Linked DNA regions of Anser cygnoides: region 1 is linked to region 2. Evidence: chromatin contacts called from public Hi-C data. All regions are on one chromosome and are shown on one strand. Each heading gives the region's core, a stretch centred on a gene start, on an enhancer-like site or on the middle of the called end of the contact. The rest is flanking DNA. Distances are from core to core; before and after follow the strand shown. Region 1 holds the start of TSPAN5 (tetraspanin 5). Region 2 overlaps TSPAN5 (tetraspanin 5).

Evidence for each region. A called contact is a pair of places that touch in the nucleus more often than the background predicts.
Region 1: a contact with region 2 is called in a Hi-C map of liver, with 3 times the contacts expected there. The contact joins the promoter of TSPAN5 here to the enhancer-like site in region 2. A contact is called at or near these places in 2 of 7 Hi-C or Micro-C datasets (both in liver).

Annotation. Positions count from the first base shown.
Region 1 is chr4:73,088,475-73,092,849 of Taihu_goose_T2T_genome, reverse strand. It overlaps TSPAN5 (tetraspanin 5), which reads left to right and starts at 1,424. Exons shown (of 7, transcript XM_066996397.1): 1 at 1,424-1,905. The coding sequence starts at 1,825.
Region 2 is chr4:73,048,033-73,052,438 of Taihu_goose_T2T_genome, reverse strand. All of the region lies in intron 1 of TSPAN5 (tetraspanin 5), which reads left to right. Among named protein-coding and RNA genes, the nearest start is that of TSPAN5, 41 kb to the left of the region's middle. Within about 2 kb of position 2,943, at least 1 of the 3 cell types and tissues checked has open chromatin away from gene starts, as enhancers often do. A contact at or near this core is called in liver, where this site is marked.

The sequences.
Region 1 (4,375 bases), core at 175-2,674, 42 kb before region 2:
CCAACATGTGGTGTTAGCAGGGTGTTGTGACAGTAGCATTATCAATGTTTGTACAGGTTGTCACCAATATTTGAAATCACTTGTAAAAACAGCACCTTAATATAATATTCCATTACCATACTGTACATGATGATAGGCTTTTATTCGTTGGTACAGAACCTATGCATGACTGATTATCCGTCCTTTCCTGCCCTCTTCCCATGCGTGGTCTTGCAAAGACACAGAGTTAACAATAACAACATACACACGGTTATCGATCATATGGTAACCTATACCATTACAGTTAAAATGTATAGGTATGTGTCGCGTTAATTTCTCTTTTACCATTAAACACATGGCTTGTTTTCATGGATCTATTTCACAGATCTATTTCAGCAAACTCCTCTTCTCTCTTCCCTTCCCTTCCCTTCCCTTCCCTTCCCTTCCCTTCCCTTCCCTTCCCTTCCCTTCCCTTCCCTTCCCTTCCCTTCCCTTCCCTTCCCTTCCCTTCCCTTCCCTTCCCTTCCCTTCCCTTCCCTTCCCTTCCCTTCCCTTCCCTTCCCTTCCCTTCCCTTCCCTTCCCTTCCCTTCCCTTCCCTTCCCTTCCCTTCTCTTCTCTTTTCTCTTCTCTTTTCTCTTCTCTTCTCTTCTCTTTTCTCTTCTCTTCCTTTTCTAACAAGAAGTGTTTCCCTTCTCTCTTAAAGAACACCCATGCCCAAGGCCCCCCGAACCAGCACCAGGTGATGCTGAACCAAAGCCTGCCTTTTGCAGTTCTCACAACATCCTACTTTTGAAGCATGTCATCTCACAGCCTCGTCGACGTGGGAGACGTAATTTATCATTACAAAGAAGTCTTCCATCTTTTCAATTAAAAGTATCGCACTTATCGCAGGGCCAGGAAGCTGAAGGCTGGCAGCGCTGAAGCGGCGATATCCTTCAGCCAAAAAAACGCTGTTACGTGGCTAACACCAGACCGGGTGGACTCTGAATCCCACGAAGCGTATGAACACATGTAAGCGACATGACGCTGCGGTTGTTACGTTAAATATAAATGTGTTAAATGTAAATACGTTAAATATAAGTATGTTAAGCAGAAATGTGTTAAATATAAATATGTTAAATATGTTAAACATAAATTCAGTGGCGATTTTGCCGGGGGAGGCGTATCAGGGCTGCATGAAACGGAAGAAACCCGGACTTTTGACAAAGGCCGTCAGCGTCCACCCCCCCCCCCCCCCGGCCGCCATTTCAGGGCCGCCCCCCCGACCCCGCGCAGCCCCCTCGGGGCCGCGCACCCCGGGGCACCCGGCGGGGCTGCCGCGAGGCCTGATTGGCGGCGCGCGCTGTCAATCACCCCGCGGGGGCGAGCGGCCCGCCCCCTCGCACTCCCCCCCGCCAGCCCCCCCCCCCCCCCCAAAATGGCGCGGGGCGGGGCCGGCGCGGCGGCTTTCGGCGCTGAGGGGGCGGCAAGCGGGAGGGCGGCGGGCGGCGGCGGAGGCTCCGGCAGGGCAGCGCCGAGCCCCCCGCGCCTCTGCCCGGGCGCCTCCCGGCGGCTTCCCCCCGCTCCCCGCCGGGGCCTCCTCCTCCATGCGGGAGAGGAGGAGGAGGAGGAGAAGGAGGAGGAGGAGGAGGGAGCTGCTCGCCGGCCATCCCCGGCGCCCGGCGAGTCGGTGCCGAGCCGCCGCGCCGCTCCTGCCGCATCTCCCCGCGGCGCGCAGCCGGCGCTGAGCCCTCTCTTATTTCCCTTATCTCTATATTTTTATTTTTAATTTCATTTTTCACGCCCTCCCCTTCTTTTGGTTCTCCCCCCTGGCCGCCAGCAAAGTGTCTTCATGAGCCCAGAGGATGTCCGGGAAGCACTACAAGGGGCCTGAAGTCAGTTGTTGCATCAAATATTTCATCTTCGGCTTCAATGTCATTTTCTGGGTAAGCGGGCCGGGCGTCTCGCCTCTCCTCCTCCTCCTCCTCCCGGGGGGGGATGTGTCAGGAGACATATCGTGACAGTTGGCCTCGAGGATGGGGTTGGGGACGGGGTGTCCCCCTTCTTTTCCCTTTTCCCTATTCCCTTTTCCCTTCCCTTCCCTTTTCCCTTCTCTTTTCCCTTCCCTTCCCCTGCCAAGTGCGGCCGCTGCATTCCTGCGCCTCCCGGGGCTGCTTGCTCCCCTGCCCCGCCGACCCTCCTAATTGCTTTTGTTGTAGGTGCCAAGGGGTTTTCATCCTTAAAATAATAATAATTTATTTTTTCTCCCTCCCCCTTAGACCGGTTTGTGGTGGGGGAGGGATCAGCCAAACGCATGGGCCTGGAGCAGGGATCGAGCTATATGTCTTCACGGTGATATGTTAGCAGTGAAAAATAAATCGTGGCTCAAGTTCTCCCAACAGTGCCGGAGAACGGTTACACAATGCCGGGGCCGTGCGCGGGTCGCTCCGCGGCCAGCTATTAGCATGGGGTAACGGGATGGAGGAGGGAGGTAGCGGCATCCCACCCGTCCCTCAGGTGCGAGCCGCCGGGGGGCTTGGCTGGGTGTTTGTGGGGCTCCTGGCCGCGGTGCTTGGTCCCCTGCCCGCACCGTGGCTTGTTGTGCAGTGCCGGCGCTGGGCACCGGGCAGGCACAGCCGTGTAGTGAAGCGTAACCGGTGTACGGTAGCATTTCTAGCATCTTCTCGGTGTGACGGGCTTGAAAGAGGAGCGACTGGGTCTGGATGTGCAAGCGACTGGGTTTGGAGGTGTGTTATTCCAAATCTTGGAGCTGCTGAGGGGTGAAGTGTTTGCACAGGCACAGGAGCGCTGCATAGAGTAGGAAAGTTGGGTGAAGGCGCTTAGACGTACCATGCCCCTCTTTTCGTGAGATGCTCCATTTAGCAGTGGCAAACGTGCACAAACCCGAGTAGGGTGAATGTGTTCCGAAGGGACTTTGAAAGTGAGATGGGCACATGCTTCGTACGTTGGCTTCTTTGGACTATAAAGGTGGCTTGGCTCAGGGGGAACACCCCCTACCACCACCACCACCTTTTTATAGATGAAGGTGAGGAGTAATGGAGGAGAGAAACCTTCTTGCTAATACGAAGCTTGTGCTCACCACTGTGGTGAGAATAGAGGAAGGCGTTTGGCGAAGAAGTGCTTGTAGCTAACCTTTTGTCTGTGTTTCTGGAAAATAAAGGTTACTGGAAAGGATGTTTTGGAAGAACGGGACTTTTGATATTAATCACGCTTTTACAGTGAAATGCCTTTCCTTAACTGAGAAGGTATGTTGGTAGAGTGAAGTTGACTGGGGTTACATGCCTGTATGTCAAAGTGTACTTGGCCTAAGAAACAAACCTGTGGTGATGACTTGTTCCGAAGCAGTACTCTGAGCCTACAGTAGCTGCTTTTATTATTTGATCAGTTTTAGTGGTTCAGTTTGTCATGGTTCTCTTCGCTTGTCTGTTTTTTCGTTTTGATTCCCATGGGCGCACACTGCTGTGAACACAGATGTTTTACAGCAGGGAGCAGAGCAGTGTGAGGAACACTTGTGTGGCGTGTCCTTGGACTAACGGAGGGAGATTATGAGAAAATGCGCATAAATGTGTTATCTTGCTCCTCCAGGCGCTGTCAGCCCATAAGAAGCTCCCTACCCTTTAATTTTGTTCCGTTTATTCTCTGAAGGCTAGCGTGTGGATGGTGGAAGTGGTACTTTGTGGCTGTAGCTTCTGCATGGTGGCAGGCGTTCATCTTGTGCGGGGGAATGGGTTAAAGGAGATCTCGCTGGGCCGCGTGGCTTTGTGCCACCAGAGCGCTAATCCAAAGACCTGAGCCTGTCACCCACTCTGCCATTTGCTTCTTGTGTGGCCCTTGCCTGCAGATTACCTGTTTTACAGAATGCTAATCGTCTCGTTTGTGTCCACGGCTAGACTTTGTGAGATCCACGGAGAAAAAGCACTTTATGTGAGCTTGGTAACTTCTTCAGAAATATGTTATCTTTTTATGAGGAAGCCTGAGTTTGTTACCGTGTCTCTCATGATGGGAAACGAGGCGGTGACTCTTGCAGAATGCATTTTAAAGTTTTTACTGAATTAATAGCAAAGTGCTCAATATTCTCCCACGAAACTGGGCCAGAAAATCTGTAAATGAAAATTGGAGGCCTGGTTAGCTGTTCACAGACAGCAATAATCAAAAATAGCCACTGATGTAGTCATTATAAATAGATTGAAATGATAAAGAGGTCGTCGTGACATCCCCGTGACACCTTCCAGGGATCTTGCAGGCATTTAGATACGTAGAACACCTTTGTTAAAACTTCTCAAGCTTTCTTAAATGCTGGTTTTAACACAACCTTTAAATTTTTAATGTAAACAAATGGAAAATACCCTCTATTGTGCATCATAAAACAATGGACTAAAAATAAAGACAACTGAG
Region 2 (4,406 bases), core at 1,694-4,193:
AACAATTTTAGGCCTTTGGCACACGTGGTTCTTACGTGGATCACCCCTCTGTCACGGCCTGGGGACGGAGACAGCCATATCGTCAGGAGGAGCCAGCTGCCTCCCTTGCTGTCCTGGGGACGCAAGTAGGATCGTCAGATTTCTCAGAGTGATCATTTGCAGCACAGTAAAAAAATAAAAAATAAAAAAATGATTAGGTCTCTTAGAGTGAGGAAAGAAATCCAGCCTTAAAGAATAATGCTGAAAGTCTTGATGTGTAAAGGTTTATTATCCTCAGTGTATACTGCTAAATCTGGGGTCTTACACTAGTCTCTTCAGTTTGCACTGTTTTGTCTCAGTCACAAAACCTTTCAATACATTCAGCTTGTTCTCGCTACAAGGGCTTTCAGCTCAAAAGCGAAGAATGTCTATTCATTGGAGGCGTGGGAGATGGGGTGAGAGATGGCAAAATAATTACAATGACAGCTTGTAAGTTGGTCTATAGTAACTCCAGTTATAACTTATTTACAAGGGTTTTTTTCAGTACTTGCCTTCATAGAATTTTTAACCCTGTCCTGTAACTTGCATCTCAGAAAAATGTAGCAAAGGTTTTGAAGCCATATCACTTCCTTTTATTCTTTTGTTGATATTTGTTAACAAACAGTTTTTTTTTCTGGTCAGATTGAGGTCTTTAAAGAAAGCTTATTGAGGGGCCAGGAACAAATCATCCCTCTGTGCTGGAGGGCTAAGCATATCAGGGGAAGGGATGCACAGCTAAGCAAGGAGTTTTAGTGAGCTGAAACGCAAAAAGAGAGCGTAGAAGAAATAGGATCAAGGACAGGGGAGACAGAGCGCATAAAGCACATCCTTTGGGCACCACAATGCTACCAAGAAAGCCAAAGTGTAGCTGAAAAGAAAACCAGGTAAGGATACAAGGCCAAGAGGAAGGGTCTCCGCAAGCATGCCAGCATCAAAAGGAGGTTGTGAGGAAGCCGGTCCCCGTTGTTGTCCAGGGGGCACCTTCTCTGCGGCTCCCCAAGGCCCCGGCCTCCTGGGGGACTCTGAGTGTGGCGGCAGGGAAGCAGCGGGACAGGGACCCATCAGAGGAGCTGAAATGTTTTCTTGTCCTCCTCTTAGAAAGCTGGACTTGATGTGTCGTCTGAATCCTCCGTGATTAAATTTCAGCCTTCTGCAGCTTTTGTTGTGAACACAGACCTCGGTTATTGCCTCTTTCCGCAACTGTTGCAGGCTGTTACCGGTTTTCTCTCCTTTGTGTTTTTCAATAAAGATCCTAAGTCATCTCTTCACTTCTTTTTTTTTAGGCCAGCAGTCATTTCTTTGCATTCTTAGATGCTCTGAATGATTCTATGTCTCTGGACAAGTTAAGTGCCTAAAACTAGATGTAACACCCAGCTAAGCCTTACAGAGGCTAAATATAGCATAAGGATTACACTCTCTTGCAGGCTATTTTGCTTCATTTGTAAACTCATATGTAAAGCTTGTATTTCTAGTGAGAGCTTTTCATTGTTGACACATTCAGCTTGCAGTTCTCCACAGGTCTTTAAAACGTTTTAAAAATTTTTGTGAAAGGATATCCTCTCAGTAAAGAAGCAGTGTGTGACGGCGCATTTGCCAGAGAGGCACGCAGTTATTGTGTCCCAAATTTCAGCAGTGCTTTGCTACTGCAAGAAAACTCCAGGAACCGGGGGATCCTCCTGAATAATGCGTAAATGCGAGATATGTATTTGGGACCTTGAAGTCCGCGCAGAATTTACTTGCAATGAGCCTTAACAGGCATCAGCCATTTGAGTAATCCAGTGGTAGATGCTTTTCTGAGGAACTGCTGTGTGCTCAGTCGTTCGCTGCGCTGCACTTGCCTGCCTCTGCTTTCAAGTAGCTCCTTGTACACCGTCTCCGCTGACTGGATTATTTCATTCTGTCAAGATCTCTGTACTCTGTTAAAATAAACTTGAAGTCTCGTTGTAGCTGCCGTAAGAAAGCTTGATAAATGCGCTGTTTTCCTTCATCCTGGTTGTTAACAAAAGTACTGGACGTAGGAGAGGCCCCTGGAAACATCCTTGTCACATCGCTCCATTTTGGCAGCGAACGTTTGATAATTACTCACATAGCTAGCAACTAGCTTTTTCTCCTCATTCCTGCTGTCCTAGTAGATTGACTAAAACCAGCCTTCCACCAAACTTGGTAATAGGGGTGTGTTAATTCAAATTCCTGCAAAACGCTCAAGACTAGTCTTGCTGGAAATAATGGGGCCCAGAACAGGTACAAGAGAACTTGTGGGTGGATATCGCCGTAAGAATAGGATTTTGACTTTGTGTGTTGATATTAATCAAAATAGTTTCAGCTGCACGTTGCACAGCTGCACAGTGTCTGTGTCCTCAGGGAAACTTTTTGATCAAAATGCAGTGGGTGTCTGGTAAGTACACCTGAAGTGCACAGTGGAAATTCAGTCTGGGTGTGTGAAATGGTAAGAACACTCTGCCTAACAAATCCATCAGTTTTCATTGTGTAAAGGCTACAAAGACAGCTGTCAGATTTTTATTTTTTTTGCCTGTTATGTTTGCCCTTCTCAGAAAGGAGGAAAGGAAGCTATTATTCGTTATTTGATTTGTTTCAGAGCCATTATTGATTTTGGAAAATTTGATAAGCATCTGAATAAACAGTTGTTCTATTGGTTCTTTCAAGTGGAGCAAGACTTGGCAGAAGCTTGCCTTGGTGCAGGGCAAACATGATCGAACTGGTCACCAGGAAGCTATGTTTCGATTCTCTGTAAGCTGAAAAGCAGCAGTTTAAAATCCCTTTCTTTTTCATTTTCTTTGACTAGTGATGCCCAGAAATGTCTTAAAGGACTTGGGGTGGCAGCAGGGATGGTGGTGGCATATTTAAGGAGATACTGCCTTCTGAAATTTTCAAGCTTTTCACATTTATTGAGTGTTTCTTCATGTATCCAGTATTTGTCTAGCTACCCTGCCAGTTTTGATGCAAAATTTTCTTTGTTGTTTTGCGATTGCTAACAATCGATAGGAAGAAGTAGAAGTCTTTGAATGAACAGAGTCGATGCTTTGGAAGGAAAAGTAAAACTTTTACAAATCCCTTTCTTTGTAAGTGGTAATTATTTGTCTTCTTAAGTTGAAACCTATCCAAACAACAACAGCAAAATCACAGCCAGCCCTCAAGATTAAAGAAATCTGAAATTTAGATCAAGAACATTTTACCTTGAAATTGTCCTTTAAATACAGTAACTGTTGGGACTGCACAGCAAATATTTGGCTAAAATGAAAAGAAGTTAGTAGTAGCTGCTTAAGGTTGGTAATTTTGTATGGAAAACTCTTGGTAGATACGTCTTGCAGTCTTCATTGCTAATGATCTCAGGGAGCATTAGAGACAACAGGGCCTGGGATGGTCACTGAATGCTTCTGTGGTGGCTCTGGAGGAGCAGGTTAGAGCTAGCTGATGCTGAAAGGCCTGTGGAAACAAGTTTGTGTGTTTTAGTTTTTTTCTTTGTTTGAAATAATCTGATGCAGTGAATGCAATCTGCAGCGGAAATGAAGTGGAAGAAAGCTGCTGTCCCAGAAGGGCTTTGGTTCCAAGCCTCGTTCCATGGTGGGACTTCTCCATTTCTGAGAGCTGGGCGGACATGCAAACCAGATGAGTAAGTGTAGAACTGAAAAAGATAACAAGTAGCTAGTACTGCTGTAGGGGGAAATGCTAACAAGAATATCTGCATAATTTGGGGGGGGGGGGTGGTGGTAAATTATTTTGTTTTCATGTTTTTGCTAGCATCTTGTCTGGGGCCTGTCTGCGATCTCAGCTCCTACCAGGCTGGAGGTCCCTGATTTTTATTTCTGATACCTGATGATTGCTTAAAATACCACAGGAATCAGTTCTCAGTCTAGTCAGCACTTCAGATTGCTTGGGCAAAGGCAGGGGCATGCAGCCTGGGGCAAACAGGCTTAGTGCCCTTGCTTTCGTGGGGTCCTTGGTGGCATTACTGGGCTTTGTTGTGCTGATCCCAAATGCGTTTTAATTAGGACAGGTGAGGAGAAAAGGAGCTAGACAGCACAAGTCACGTGAACCCTTCTATCCTGCTTTTTATGTTCTTTACTTTGCTTTATTTTTTTCTTTTCTCTGTCCTTTGAGTCTCAGGCTTTTATGAAGAAAAAGACGTGTCTGGCTTTGTCAGACAAGGTAATTACATCTTTTAAACTATAGCTGTCTGCTGTGACTAGAAGATATCAAAACAGTCTTTAATGTCCTGATGCTGATGAAAATTTGCCAGGTGTGAGTGGTTGATAAGGCTGCTGTTAGGTTTATTTTCTGGCAGCATTTAAAGCAGGCCACTAGAAAAGATGGGCCCCTGCATTTCTCGTCTCCTTTATTTTTTCCCCTAAATCTTGTCGTCACGTGAC